Regions from separate parts of the Sus scrofa genome. Here region 1 is linked to region 2. A link is a contact called in public promoter capture Hi-C data. All regions are on one chromosome and are shown on one strand. The core of a region is the stretch at or near the end of the contact, and the rest is flanking DNA. Distances in the headings are between cores, read along the strand shown. Region 1 holds the start of LRPPRC (leucine-rich PPR motif-containing protein, mitochondrial). Region 2 holds the start of PREPL (prolyl endopeptidase-like).

Evidence for each region. Promoter capture Hi-C pulls out the DNA fragments that hold promoters and counts their contacts.
Region 1: a promoter capture Hi-C map of fetal liver shows a contact between it and region 2, with 4 times the contacts expected there. The contact joins the promoter of LRPPRC here to the promoter of PREPL in region 2. A contact is called at or near these places in 2 of 5 promoter capture datasets (fetal liver and liver), 1 of 47 Hi-C or Micro-C datasets (liver) and 2 of 2 datasets of contacts at active chromatin or transcription factors (alveolar macrophages and skeletal muscle).

What each region holds. Positions count from the first base shown.
Region 1 is chr3:96,472,573-96,479,850 of Sscrofa11.1, reverse strand. It overlaps LRPPRC (leucine-rich PPR motif-containing protein, mitochondrial), which reads right to left and starts at 5,341. Exons shown (of 38, transcript XM_003125183.6): 1 at 5,137-5,341. The coding sequence starts at 5,285.
Region 2 is chr3:96,090,438-96,097,714 of Sscrofa11.1, reverse strand. It overlaps PREPL (prolyl endopeptidase-like), which reads right to left and starts at 5,401. Exons shown (of 14, transcript XM_005655233.3): 1 at 5,212-5,401. It overlaps CAMKMT (calmodulin-lysine N-methyltransferase), which reads left to right and starts at 5,687. Exons shown (of 10, transcript XM_021088302.1): 1 at 5,687-5,973. The coding sequence starts at 5,836.

The DNA of each region.
Region 1 (7,278 bases), core at 4,092-6,591, 380 kb before region 2:
TACTCTACCCCTCTAAGCCTCAGTTTCCTAATCTGTAGTATCAACCCACAGAAGATGAAACGTGTGTGTGACATATAAACAGTTTGAAAATGGCAAAGATCTACACCAAAGTACTATTATTTACCCTAATCCCCAAATCTATTTTTCCTGATTCTAACAAACTTGCTAAGCTCCTGTTCTCCTTCTCAGAAAAAGAAGCATCTTCAGTTCTGCACCATCTACTTGAGCCCCACCAACCCTACTCTGCAGTATCGAGGTTGTTCCTTACTGATCCATCCATCCCTTGTCTCTTATCACCCCTGGAGTCTATGCAAAATGTCAAGACCTAGACCTCACAAAACCTTCTGGGGGCTTCCAACCAACTTTCTAGTCAATTGTGGTAGCTTTAAGAAACTGGCTGGCCTTTGCACTATCTATTTCCACTACACTCCACCCCCAACACCACATAGGATAAAAGACGGCCTTAAAGTTTCTCCCTGCTCTTTCTTCCCCTGGAATATTCCGACAGCTCACTACGTGTGTCCTCTTAAACTTGAGCGATCCCCTACCACAAATGTTAACTCTCTTCCCTCTGAAATGTCACAGTATTATATTCCTCTTTTGAACAGCACAAATATGACGGTTGTACATGTGCCTATCACAGGCCTCTGTAATGGATGAACAGGGAAGCAGAGGCTGAACTGCAACTCCAAAGGACTCAGACTCACAATATTTGTTTTTTGGGTTTTTTGTTTTTGTTTTTGCCTTTTTGCCATTTCTTGGGCTGCTCCTGCGACATATGGAGGTTCCCGGGCTAGGGGTTGAATCGGAGCTGTAGCCACCGGCCTACTCCAGAGCCACAGCAACGCAGGATCTGAGCCGCGTCTGCAACCCACACCACAGCTCATGGCAACGTTGAATCCTTAACCCACGGAGCAAGTCCAGGGATCAAACCCGCAGCCTCATGGTTCCTAGTCGGATATGTTAACCACTGAGCCACGAAGGGAACTCCAAGAAAGTTTTTTGTTTTTTTTTTTTTAATGAAAGGTAAACAAAGAAAAGTTTTGTTTCAACTTTAGAAGTCACAGCATTCTGTCATAGGGCATCATGTGATCTTCACTTTAAGACAATCATCAATCTAGATCCACTGCCAAACTGATTCAGCTCAAAGCTTACCTTTTCTCTGAAGCCCCTAAGTACTGACTAACAAATTCTATCACTCAATAATACTCATCCGTCCCTCTCAGACATTCCTGGAAATCAAGATCATAGTGGATCTGTAGGGATTCACTGCACAATGGGATAAGTACGCCTTCAAACTCCTTTGCATCTCACACATATTCCTTCATCAGTCTCTAAGATCTTCACTGATTCACGAACAGACATTTGACATCTACTAAGCGCCACAAAGTTAGACAACAGGGGAGGCAAAAAGAGTAAGACAAAATCCCTGCCTTCAAGGAACTTAATACCAGTCTGGAGGGCTGGTGGGTACACAAGCAGCTGTGTTAACAGGTGCTTTAGTGATTCAGGATCTGAGAGAAAACTCAAGAAGGGAGTGGTCCAATGGGAGAGAGATTTAACAGAGAAGAGGAGACACATCCCAAGAGTGAAGGTCACAGTCAAAGGCAAAAAAGATGTGCACCATGGCCCATCAAAGCCTTGCTGGCTCACAGACCAGCAGCACCTTTATCATCTGCAGGTGTGTTAAAAATGCAGACTCTCAAGCCCCTGCCTATACCTACAAAATCAGAACCCGCATTTCCACAAGAGCGCCAGGGAATCCATATGCTCATGACAGTTTCAGAAGCCCTGATGTAGAGGACTTCAAAGTAGTAGTTTGGTATGGCTAGGATAGAGGATACCATGGGAATGAACTCAAGAAGTGAGGTTGCAGGAGTTCCTGTTGTGGAGCAGCGGAAACAAATCCGTCTAGGAACCATGAGGATGTGGGTTCCATCCCCGGCCTCACTCAGTGGGTTAAGGATCCAGCATTGCCATGAGCTGTGGTGGTAGGCTGCAGATGTGGCTCAGATCCTGCATGGCTGTGGCACAGGCTGGCAGCCGTAGCTCCAATTAGCCCTCTAGTCTGGGAACCTCCATATGCCATGAGTGTGGCCCTAAAAAAAAAAGAGGCTGCAAGCCACCAGTGTCTGATTTTAAGTGGGAAAAAGATGTGATCAAATTATAGGGGAAACAATGGAATAATGTGAGGGTTGGAGAAAGAGGGGAATTATTCCAGATGAAACAGATCTAAGAGAACTTAACCATTTGTGCAATCAATACATAGGGGCAGGGTGGGGACAAGGAGGTGAGAAATCTCTAGGAAGCAGGCAGAAATTGCAACATCCACTGTAATAGGAAACATATGAGGAACAGATTTGGGGGGAAAGACAAATTCGGTTTGATATTTTCCTTTTTTTTAATTTTTAAATTGAAGTATAGTTGATTTACAATGTTGCATTAGTTTCTGGTGTACAGCAAAGTGATGAATCCAGTTTGAGAGGTGATGGGTTTAGAGTTCAACCAGTGGAAGTGTCCAGTAGACAGTCTATAACTAGGAGGAGAAATATTGCCATCATCAAATAGATAGGCATGGGCGGATACTCTGAAAATGGAAGAGGTCACCCAAAGGGAAGGTCACAACTGCAGCTCTGATCTGACCTGGCCTGGGAACTCCTTATGCCACAGGGTGGCCAAGAAAGAAACAATAACAACAAAAAGTAATAAATAAGACAATGATAGCTTTTCCCAGTGGCGTGACTGCAATGGGTTGGAAGAGTGAATGTTAAGTGAGGAAATGAAGAAGACAGGAGTACAGACAGGGAGGAGAGACTAGGAAGCATCTTGAGCCCAGTTTGGGGAAACGTTTTGTTTTTCAGGTGGGAAAGATGTGGGCATGCTTACAGGCTGTGGATAGGAAACTGTTTAGAAAGGGTTCAGAATCCAGGAGAAAAAAGGAAATACTTTATTATTGCTTACTATGAGCTGAGCATACAGTGGTGAACAAGACAAAGTTTTGCCCACATGCAACTCACTTTCTACTAAGGAAACAAAGAGCAAGCAGATAAATAATATCAGATAGGAGTTTCTCCTGTGGCTCAGCATGTTAAGGATCCAGTGTTGCTAGAGCTGTGGCTCAGATTTGATCCTTAGCTCAGGAACTTCCATATGCCACATGTGCAGCCAAAATCAAATCAAATCAATCAATCAATCAATCAATCAGACAAGTGAGACATGCCATGATAAAACTGAAATAGGGTTGTTTTTTAGATTGTTAAGGTTAAGACCTTTCTGAAGAGACAGCTTTTAAGATGAGTCCTGAGTGACAACAGATGAGCTTTATAAAGAGGGGAAAGGCTTGTGACCTCTATTTTACAGCAACAAACTGAGGATCAAAAAGCTTAGGTGGAGTTCCTGTGGTGGCGCAGTGGAAACAAATATGACTAGGAACCATGAGGTTTCGGGTTTGATCCCTGGCCTTGCTCAGTGGGTTAAGGATCCAGCATTGCTATGAGCTGTGGTGTAGGTCGAAGATGCTGCTCAGATCTGGCATTGCTGTGGCTGTGGTGTAGGCCGGCAGCTACAGCTCCAATTAGACCCCTAGTCTGGGAACCTCCATATGCTGCAGGTTCGGCCCTAAAAAGACAAAAAACAAAAACAAAAAAGCTTAGGTAACATTATGCAGCGAGTAAATGGAGCCCAGGTCTGATGAGGACCCAGACCACTACCCTTTCTACTAGACTGGGCTACCTTTACTGTTTTCCTCAAATGCAACTGTAGAGATGAACTGTAACATCGACCCTCCTTGGCCTAACAAACACATGAAGGACTGAAAAATATGGCATAACTTTCTCAAAAGAAACTCTTTGAAAGCAGAGGCATGACTTCTAAGGATTAGCTGTTCAGGCCTAATGAGCAAGTAAATCTAGGTAGGCTCCAAGTTATAAGTAGGCTATATTCCAAAAATGTATAACTAAGTTGTTAAGAAGTCATAAAACATTTCCTCATATAACTTTATACATATAGTTGGCTTCCAGCCTGGTTCACAAAAATCCACGCAATCACAGCTATTACTGTTACTATGATAGTAATTAAGAAAGCATTAACTAGGTATCAGGTCCTATATTTTTTATAGATAATCTCATGCAATACCACCAGCACTATTACTACTCCCTTCTTAGAACCGAGGAAAGTGACGCCTGGAGATGTTAAGTAACTTATCTGATGGCATAATGCAAATGAACAGAGACGCCTAAAGTCCTCCCCGTGGCCAATTCCAGATCCTTAACTCTTAATCTTTGTGCTGTCTCTCAAAGTATCTTTACATATAAACACGAGTCTTTCCAAAATCAGTTTTTCTCCACTTCTAAAACCTTGGTGCCCATCTACTCTTCTCAAGTAATCAGAATCCTACTCAACACTTTCATCAAACCCCCTTATCCTCTCCCTTGCAAAGTCTACACCAAACACATCTCCTGATAACCCACAACCCAAACAGGCATTTAGCCACATATTTGACCCCCACGGAGAATGTAACTTGCCTTTGCACCGCCGGTTCCCACAGAGTGCCTGAAATGTGTTCACTTATCCATTCTTTAACACTTTCAAAGCCTACTGTGTCAATTCTTAGCCCACAGCACATCGTCGTAAATACTGAGGTAAACTCCACCAAAAAAACGCAGTCAAGAGCCCAAACTGACCATAATTAAACGTTCACCGCTACGTTATCCCGAGCTTTTGAAATCTAAGTCCTAGCTGGTTAGAAAACACCAATAAGACTTGCACGTGGGACAACACCCCAGCGGGTCAATCACAAGGGAAGAAGTAAACCTAACCCCTGACAGCAGCCTTCAAAGCCCGCGTTTCCTAGGCCGTTGGTAACCCTAGGACAGGAAGACCGAGTCCGAGGCGGCGAGGGCAGGATCCATGCCGGAAGCAAGCCATGCCTCTAGCTGTGACCTTCTGAAGGCGACCGTCCCTGTCACCCGAAACTCCCCGGGTGGGGAGCGTGGTCCGAGGCCCGGGGACGCCTGGCCCTGAAGCGCCAAGGAGAGCCTGGAGAAAGCACAGGTGAGACCCGGCCCCCGCCCGCATCCACGACCCCGGAGGATGGCCGCACTGCCAGGAGGCCGGGGTAAGCAGCCGAACACTCACCCGGCGACAGGCCGGGCGCGACCGGTGGGCAGACAGAAGGCGGCGTGCGGCCGGCCCGGGCCACCCGCGAGGAGTCGCAGGGATAGCGGAAGGCTCTTGGCCGCCCTGGCACGGAGGAGCCAGCGAGCGGGTCTCAGCAGGGCTGCCATGGCTCGGCTGTCCCTACAGCAGGAAGCACGCTCGGCGAGAAGGACAGGAGGAGCACGTGACCGCGGGGTCGCCCGGCGTGGGAGAAACCAAAAGGCGGAAGTTCCAGATAAGGGGGGAGGCACGTGTTGTTATAACTTGAAAAATGAAGATACACGTTTCTCCGAGGATTTTTAAGCCCTGTAAGATGTTGATAGAATGAAATATCTTGGTTTATCATTTTAGAGAGCGTCTTTTTACGTTCTCTTTCTTCATGACAGCGTGTTCAGTCCTTCCACCCCTTCACTTTTCAGTTGGTAGAGTCGGATGAGGTCGACTCCTCCCAGATTGGCGCAAAGGCTTGCGGGGGCCCAACTAGCGAGAATAGCCGGGAACGCTGGAGAAGCGCGGACTGTGAAGGTCCCGGAGTGTGCGACAGTTCTCTGCGGCATGTGGGTGTTCCCGCTGAAGTTCTGCAGTTGCGGCTTGGTGCCCAAGTTGTCGCGCCTCCAGAAAGGAACGTTTTATACTCTCAAAAGTGTGGGACAGGAAAAAAGTTAACGACCCTTGCACTGTGCTAGGGGCCTCCAGGGTTAAAATGTGCTGTGATTTGTATGCTTGGGGCCTGGGGACAGTGTAAAGGAGTACAGTTATCCAACCCTAAGTCAATAAGCAGTGCCTCGCTTTATGAAATGGATAGATTCGAAGGCAGGGCGTTAGTTTTAAAGCTGGAAGTGAATGCATGATATGCCCCAACTCCCGCCCCGCCCCTTCCTTCAGTAAATGCACCGGCATGGGACATAAGATAAAGGCATGTTTAAGAGTCCGGAGCCAAATCTGGGAATAAGACAGGTGGCCCCCTGCCTTATGGTGAGGGAAGTGTATCCTGTGCACACGTGGAAAGCCGAGAACAGCTTCAAGTGTAGCCAGCTCGCCGACGCCCTCTTCACTCAGCTGTAATCTTAAGAGTTTCCAGGTGGAAGTTTTTTTTCCAGAAGCCCTCTAGTGTTGTTTCCTATTTGGCTATTTATCCCACTGGACACAGAGCTCCTTGAAAACAAACTTGTAGCCAAAGCCCCTGCCCAGTCTCAAGCATCCCAAGCGCACAGTAGGCTGTATTAAATAATTTCTGAATACATGTGTTTGGGAATTATCTAGCTCATTTCTCCTTTGAGGGAGGAGAAAGATGAGTTCCAAAAAAGGTTAAATGATTTACTCTGGGTTATATATACGACGAGGCGTTAGGATATAGTTTATTCAGCCATTCAGCAGAAACTTAGCGAACACATAATTAGTGCCAGGCATTATTTGAGATGTGGATACGGCGGACAACAAAACAAAGTCTGGACTTTGATTAATGCTCGAAAGTCTAATTTGCAAAGACATAAGAACTGTGATGTAAAATAAATAAGGGTGGGATTGAGGGTAGCATGTCTAGTCTCTTCAAAAGACAATGAGGACTGTATGAGAGGAAAGAAGAGAGGGAAGATGGGCTTGGAGATCTGAAAGGCAGTTGGAGATCCGAAAGGCAGGGTGTTAGAGGTGGCTGTGAGGACTTTGATTTTTACTCAGAATGAGATGGGAAACCATTGTAAGTTTAGTGTGTTGCTGTGACATGAATCCATTTGCATTTTTAAAGGATCACTCTGGGAGTTCCTGTTGTGGCTCAGCAGAACCGAACCCGACTGGGATCCATGAGAAGGCAGGTTCGATCCCCTACCTGGCTCAGTGGGTTAAGGATCCAGCATTGCCATGAGCTGTGGTGTAGGTCGCAGACTCAGCTCGGATCTGGCATTGTGTAGCCTGGCAGCTACAGCTATGATTTGACCCCTAGCCTGGGAACTTCTATATGCCTCAGGTGTGGCCCTAAAAAAGACAATAATAATAATAATAATAATAATAAAGGATCACTCTGGCTACTGGTTTAAAAGGTAATTTTAAGGGAATAAGGGTAAGTAAAAGTAGGAAGACTAGTAAGGAGGCTCTTGCAATAAGCAGAGTAGAGATGGTAGTGGC
Region 2 (7,277 bases), core at 4,152-6,651:
CAGTGAAAGAGATATCTGCCAACCTAGCTATCTTAGACTACTATAAGAACTGCTAAGATATATTGAGAAAGAGTCAAAGGACAAATGTTTAACCTTTTCTTCCTTTTCTGGTCTATTTTTTGTATCTCATTCAAATTATCATGATCAAAGAGTTCAGGAATTATTTTGGTAGGCAGAGCAAAACAGGATGATATGGAAGATAGAGAGATATGGCAGCTGGTTTGATGGTAGTCTTTGAATATTACCAGCTGGTGCATGAGTGTAATGGAATAAGTTCATCTTGTCATCTGACTAATGTAAAATGGAAAGTCAAGGTATCTCCCAGCAAGAACTTCAGAGCTGAATGAATTCCATGAGGTTTAGATCAACATTTGATCATCAACTGTGTCTAGTCCCTAAATGAAGGACCACTGTCACTGGCAGGATGGGAAATTTCTGAATCAGCTGAGGAACTTCAAACAAAACAAAAAACAGATCCCTAAGCCTCAGCCATTAGAGATTCTGATCCAGAAGATGTGGGGTGAGACCAGGAATCTGTGTTTCTAAAAAGCTCTGATACACAGCCAGGTTGCAGAAGTTGGTACTAGAGAGTCCCAAACATATAGATAATTTGTTGGTAAGGTAACAAGGAAGAAAGAGAAAATAATGAAATGTTAGCACTCGGAGGACCTTTAGAGAACACTAGGTTAAAAACCTCCCCTCATCCTCTCCAGTCAAAAAGATTAGAGTCCTGAATGATTCACAGACACACCAGTTATGGCTAGATCTCTTGCTTTCTGGCATTTCTATTTCACAGGCTGTCCCCTCTTACTCTTGGTTATCTAAATAGGTTTTTAAGCAAGTACATTTCAATTTGTCTAAAGGCATTGCGTTTTTCTACTTTATTGTTCCCGTAAGAGTAGACAAAGTTGAACTGAGGGGATGCTTACTTAAATGTGCATTCCTGTCTACAGGTCTCTTCACCATTTCGTCAGGTCCCAGTGAACGCAAAGGACATAGACCAGTTTTTAGATCCTATCATTTCTCACAGAAGGAATGGCTGATACATGACATGTGAAAGCAGGACCACTTTATCAAGTGAGAGTTATTAAAAGAGCTCCATTTCTAGGAGTGACAGAATCAAGTTAAAGTTTCTAGGTGATAAGAATCTTTGAAAGGGAACTGAAGAGTAGGGACAAATGGAAGGAAAAAATAGTCAACCTCCTGCACAGGATGTGAGCTAATCTCACAGCTGTCACTTGATGCTAATTCCTGCCTACTATTTATAAACTAAGACTTAAGATGAAAGTATAAGATGAAAAAATGTTCTAAACACAATGCAAAGTAAAAAGATCTAAAGGTCTAAAACGTATCTGAATGTAAATTTAAAAATTTTTTCTTTCTAAAGTAGGACATGTGTGCAAATACACACATACACAAAAGGCAAAAAGGAAATAAAATGGAGACATAAAAAAATGTCTGAGAAAAGAAAGTGCTAGACGAAGCTAAGATGCTAAAACAAGAAAAATAATTTGAAAGACTAAAATGTAAAGAGTAAAAGTCTAGGACTAACAGACAAAAAATTAAAATCAAACCACCAGCTGCCCCCAAGCTCCCACAACAAATATGTATGAGCTAAGGAAAGAGAAACATTTAAATAATAATAAAAAAAAAAGAATTGAGAAAAATATGATTGAAAAAAATCATTTTTAGAAACACAAGCAGCTGCTCAAGTGTCTATCAACAGATGACTAGAGAAATAAAATGCAGTATATACACACAATGGAATAGTATTCAGCAAGGAAAAGTCTCCAAATTTCCAATATATGCTACAATATGGATGAATCTTGAAATCACTATGCTAAGGGAAATAAGGCAGACCCAAAAGGATAAATATCATATAATTCAACCTATATGAATTATCTAGAATAGGCAAATTCAGAGAGACAATGAATTCATATTCATAGATAGAAAGTAGATTAAAGGTTTCCAAGAGCTCTGGAAAGGCAGGAGTGGGAAGTTCTTGCTTAATGGATGGGTGTTTTTTTTTTTTTTTTTGGTCAGGTGATGACAGGGAAAATAGTGGTGACAGCTGTACAATACTGTGAATGTAATTAATGCCACTGAATTACACATTTAAAAATGGTTAAAAATCAGCAGAAATTGGCACAGTGTAAATCAACCATACATTCATAAAAAACTAATCTTCGAAAAAGTTAAAATGTCAAATTTTGTTATATATATTATTATTATACGATAATAAAAATAAAGTCAAAATGAAGTAAAAATATTGTGTGGAACAATTAAAACCACAAATTAAAATATTATAATAAAAACATATGCTAAAATATTGCAAGACTATCACTCCCACATCCAATTTAAGGAATGTAAGAAACATAGCAAATATAAGGGTAGAGGAGGTGCATCAAAGAGGCAGCATCATAAACAATTTAATCCCAAATAATTAGGATGAGCATGTAATTTACCATCCTAATCAAGACACTTCTGAGAGGAAATAGGACACTATTAATAATTACACATTACACAGGGACAACAGGTGTGAACTGAGACTGTCTGAGGCAACCTAGAATACATGGTCATTCTACATATAAGGGCACTAGGTCCTCAAGGTTGAGGTCATGCTCACAGCCTGGGATATGGCCAGTGTACAATGGTCTGAAAGCATCTTCCTAAAGGACACAAGTGGTCAAAAATGCAAATCTTTTTTTTTAAAGAGAAGTATCACAATTACATGGTCTTTACTGAAGTTTACTAATTTGGGATTCATAAAACAATCAGCATATTATTAGATTTTACTAAGAGCTATTATGATAGTCTAGGAATTTTAGAATGGTGAATTATACTTTGAATTGCACTGCTAGGCACAATAAAGAATTCCTAGAGTTCCCATCATGGCTCAGCCGTGACAAAATCAGACTAGCATCCAGGAGGGCTGGGGTTTGATCCCTGGCCTCACTCAGTGGGTTAAGGATCCAGCATTGCTGGGGCTGTGGTGTAGGCCGGCAGCTACAGGTCCAATTCAACCCCTAGCCTGGAAACTTCCATGTGCCAAGGGAGTGGCCCTAAAAAGAAGGAAAAATAAAAGAATTCCTAAGGTGAATCATTTTCGATAAATCTATTTATATTTGTTACCTTAGAGCTCTATAAACACGTATTACATATATTCTTTTATACTTACATATGATTACAGGCAATTGAGCCTAACACTTAAAAAATCAAACAAGAACTACTGAGAAAATTAGTAACTGATATCCGATTCATTATTTTTAAACTAAAATTAATCTTAATGGCTGACAAATAGGATAACTTAAACAGTCCATACCTTACATGAGAAGCTCCGACTTGGGATGTTTCTTGCTAACTCTGATATCCTGGGTTTATTCTGCAGACACTTGGTTAGGTGATATTTTTTCAATTTTATTTTATTGTAATAATGATCAGCGAAGTTACAGTGATTCAAGTGCTGTTTCTGCATGCATTTCCCAAGGTGAGGAATACTATATTTCAAAGCTTGGAAAAATAATTTGCTCTTCTGCCGCATGATATCAAAGTCCTTGGTTTATGCTCCCTTTGGGACTGCCAGCACATGAATGATTTCCTAGGAATGCTTACCCAGTAGTGGGTTCTCAGAGTATCTAAGATCTGTAGTTCTTTTCCTCTGCCACTGGGGTCATGAACCCCTCAGGTTAGGAATAACTACAGACAGCTGATAACTCTGGTTAAAAATATCTGAAAACTCATGTAAGTTAAAGTTTCATTCCAATCATACTTCTTGGCAGATGTGACTTAGAGGTCTTATTTGTAAAGTCGATCCTATCAGGCTCAAACTATGCAGCACTGATTCTGGTACACACATGGACAAACTAAAAAAAAAAAAAAAAAAAAAAAAAAAAAAAGGCAGAAAACAAAACAAAAAAAACAAAATAAAAACTTGCAAACAAGTACACAGACTTAATAGAGGCATCTCAGTAATTCTGAGGGTTTTAAAAGGCAAATTAGCTTTGATTTTACATAACTCAGAACTTATCTTTGGTATGTATATGGAGAATAAACCAGAAAAGCATAATTACTTAAAAAGGTAGAGGAGAAGGTGTTAGTATTTACTGAGTATTTGCTACGTGCCAGATGTGTTTATATACTTTGTCCAATTTAAACGTCATAGAACCCTAACAGAATAGCTATAACAGTGTTGATTTTACAGGTGAGCAAACTGTGGCTCAAGGAGGTTTAAGTAACTGCTTCAAGTTACCTGGGCTGTAAGTAGTAAGTCTATCTGGTCATAACAATTTTAATATTAAAAAGGTGTTTAATTCTTTAATTAAACAACAACAACAACAACTTCAGGATTCACAAATGAAATTTGCCACCATCTCTGTTTTCTTCTAGGAAGCTGGTTCTTATTAACCTAACAAAGTAAGGCTAGTGAGTACTTAAGTCAGAGAAACCTGGGTTCAGGGCTTCACTTCTACACTTACCACCTGTGCCTAGTTTCTTCATCTGCAAATCAGATAATGACCCATTTACTCTACGGAGTACTTGTTCTAAGGATAAAATGAGACAATTTAAAGTTAAGATCTTAATACAATACCTGGCACGTAGCTACCACTCGATAAACTATTTTTATTTTATTTTTGGCTACTATTTTTAGGATTGGAAAAAAAAAAAACCTATGTACGTTGCACACTGTTGAATGTCATCATGGAATTCTTCCACAAAATGACCCTCGGTATCAGAGGTACAATACTGCGTCAGTTTTAGCACAGCTCGGATCCTTTAAGACGCCCCTGGTCCTCTTAATCTTTTTCTATGTCGCAGCAAATTAAGAGACTCAGAAGGGAGAGTTACAATAGGGGAACAGGAACAACACTAACAAAAATAAGCAAATAAAATAAAATAGGCCCTAAATCACTACATCCGTGCCGCAGCATCAATCCACCCATCTTTCACCTGCAGGGTTAGGGATGGGGGTGGGGTAGATGAATGGGTGTTCCTGGGAGAACCTATTTGTTTTCCCTATGCAACTCTCCACCCCAGAAATGAAATGAGGTGAGAGATGAGGGGTTCTGAGTGCGAAAGGGAGTGGTACCACATGCCACGCAGTGAAGGGACATCAATCAAAAAGCTAGGACCAAGAGCCTTGGAAAGGCTGGTGGGGGGCAGAAGGGATGAAGGGAAAAGACCCTCAGCCTACACCTCCCTCCCAATACGTACGCAAATTTAAAGTCGGTCTTGCTCTAGACACAGAAACGAGTGAAAGCCAGGTCGGAGAACCCGAAGCTCTCAGAAAAGCAGCACAGCTCCAAGCACCGTCGTGTCCAGCCGAAATCTGCGTTCTGCAGCTAGCGGAACAACCTACCCAGAGGCGCCGGGAGCTGGTTTGCAGCACGCCGTCTACGTAAGTCCCATCTAGCACGAGCGCTGAGCAGGTTCCGCCATCTTTACTGTGGTCAATGATGAATTTTTCTCCTCCTGGGTTCTTAAGCCCTCAAAGATATAAGCCTTTTGGTTCTTTGATAGTCCTCAGACCTCTAGATGAAACAGGGGAGAGGATAACAAAGAGGGGTAGTGTCCTATCAAGTCTGTCACAGGTCCCTCACGCTCCAGTCTGCCCTCACTAAAGATGGCTACCAGCAAAATGGTGCAGTGACGCGAGCCGCGCTGCCCTGGTTGCTAAGGAGACGTGACTGCCGGAAATGCAGGATTTGGGGAGGGCGCTCTTGCTTGGGCAGTGGGAGGGAGGCCTAGCGTCACAGGTCCTGATAGAGAAAAAGTAGCGAGGTCCTGGCAGGGGAGAGCTGTGGCTGCGGCTTCTCGGATAAAGGCGGCTCCAGCGGGATGGAGCCTCGAGTCACAGACGCCGAGGCCGGCCAGGTTGAGAGCGCCAAGAACGAGAATCCGGCAAGGGGTAGCGCCGCTCGGGGACCCGTAGTCGCGGCACCTTTGGCTGCAGCCCGGTGGAAGCTCCTGCGGCAGGTAAGAGACAGCCCTCAAGATTCACCTTTGCCTCTGGCCACTCCCCTCGCAGATACCCTGCAAGCGACCCGCAGCTACTCTCTACTTAGCAGCTCCGGGAGTTCCCTAACAATTTTTCCTGGAACCACCTGAAAAGCGTCCCTTTGGTTCACCTAGGCGTCCCTTCCAAAGGGAGGCATCAGGTGGCTTTGGGCGGGGAGGGTCCAGTCAGGACTGAGTCCTGGAAAACTCATATCGAAGTAGAAGATCCATTTCTAGATCTTAGTCTGCATCCGAGGGATGTTTCTCCTTGTTCGCCAGTAGGATTGATAGGACCGCAGTTCTCGATCCCACACTGCTCTCCTTTCCTGCTTCTGTTTTAACTTTCTTCTCCAGGTTTCTTCTCCTTGCTTCTTAACTCCCAGCCTGATTCTAGCCCAGAATCGCCCCTCTTGGTGATCAGCGTGGCTGACTGTGTTGGGACTGTGATATTGCACGTGTTGCTTCGGTTCCTTCCGTGGAGCGGAGAGTGAAGGGAGTTGGAAGAACTGCCCGCCCCCCTCCTTTTTTTTTTTTTTTTTTTTTTTTTTCCTCCATCAAGTTACGCGTAGTTTGAAATGATCAGCGAGATTCTCGCTAAGGTGGAGTAGTTCGAGTGTGTTGATTTGTTTGATGACGGTTATCATCTAGCACTTCAGAGTTGCCTCTGTTACCGGTAACTTCAGCCGTGTACAGGTTTGAAAATTTTCTAATATGACGTCACTGACGCCCTGTTCAAACTGCTTGAAGTGAAATCTGTTTATCCCAGTGTTATGCTTCTGCCTGGGTCTCCTGCTAAAAACTTTATTTAATAGAACACTTTCTGGAGTTCCCGTCGTGGCGCAGTGGTTAACGAATCCGACTAGGAACCATGAGGTTGTGGGTTCGATCCCTGCCTTGCTCAGTGGGTTAAGGATCCAGCATTGCTGTGAGCTGTGGTGTAGGTTGCAGACGCGACTCGGATTCCGCGTTGCTGTGGCTCTGGCGTAGGCCAGTGGCTATGGCTCTGATTTCGACCCCCAGCCTGGGAACCTCCATATGTGGCTGTAGGGGCCCTAGAAAAGGCAAAAAGACAAAAAACAAAAACAAAACCACTTTCTATTTCTGACTTGTGTTTCCATAAGTTTCCCAGCTATTGCCACTTTACTTGAGACCCTGCATTTAGTATTTTGGGAGTTACTTTATTTGCAGTTGTCTCCAGTCACCTTTTCATACAGTGGCCTTCCAGTGTTGTCATGACACAATGCAAAGATCATTTCCTTGCTGATGCTTTGAAAGTCTCTGCA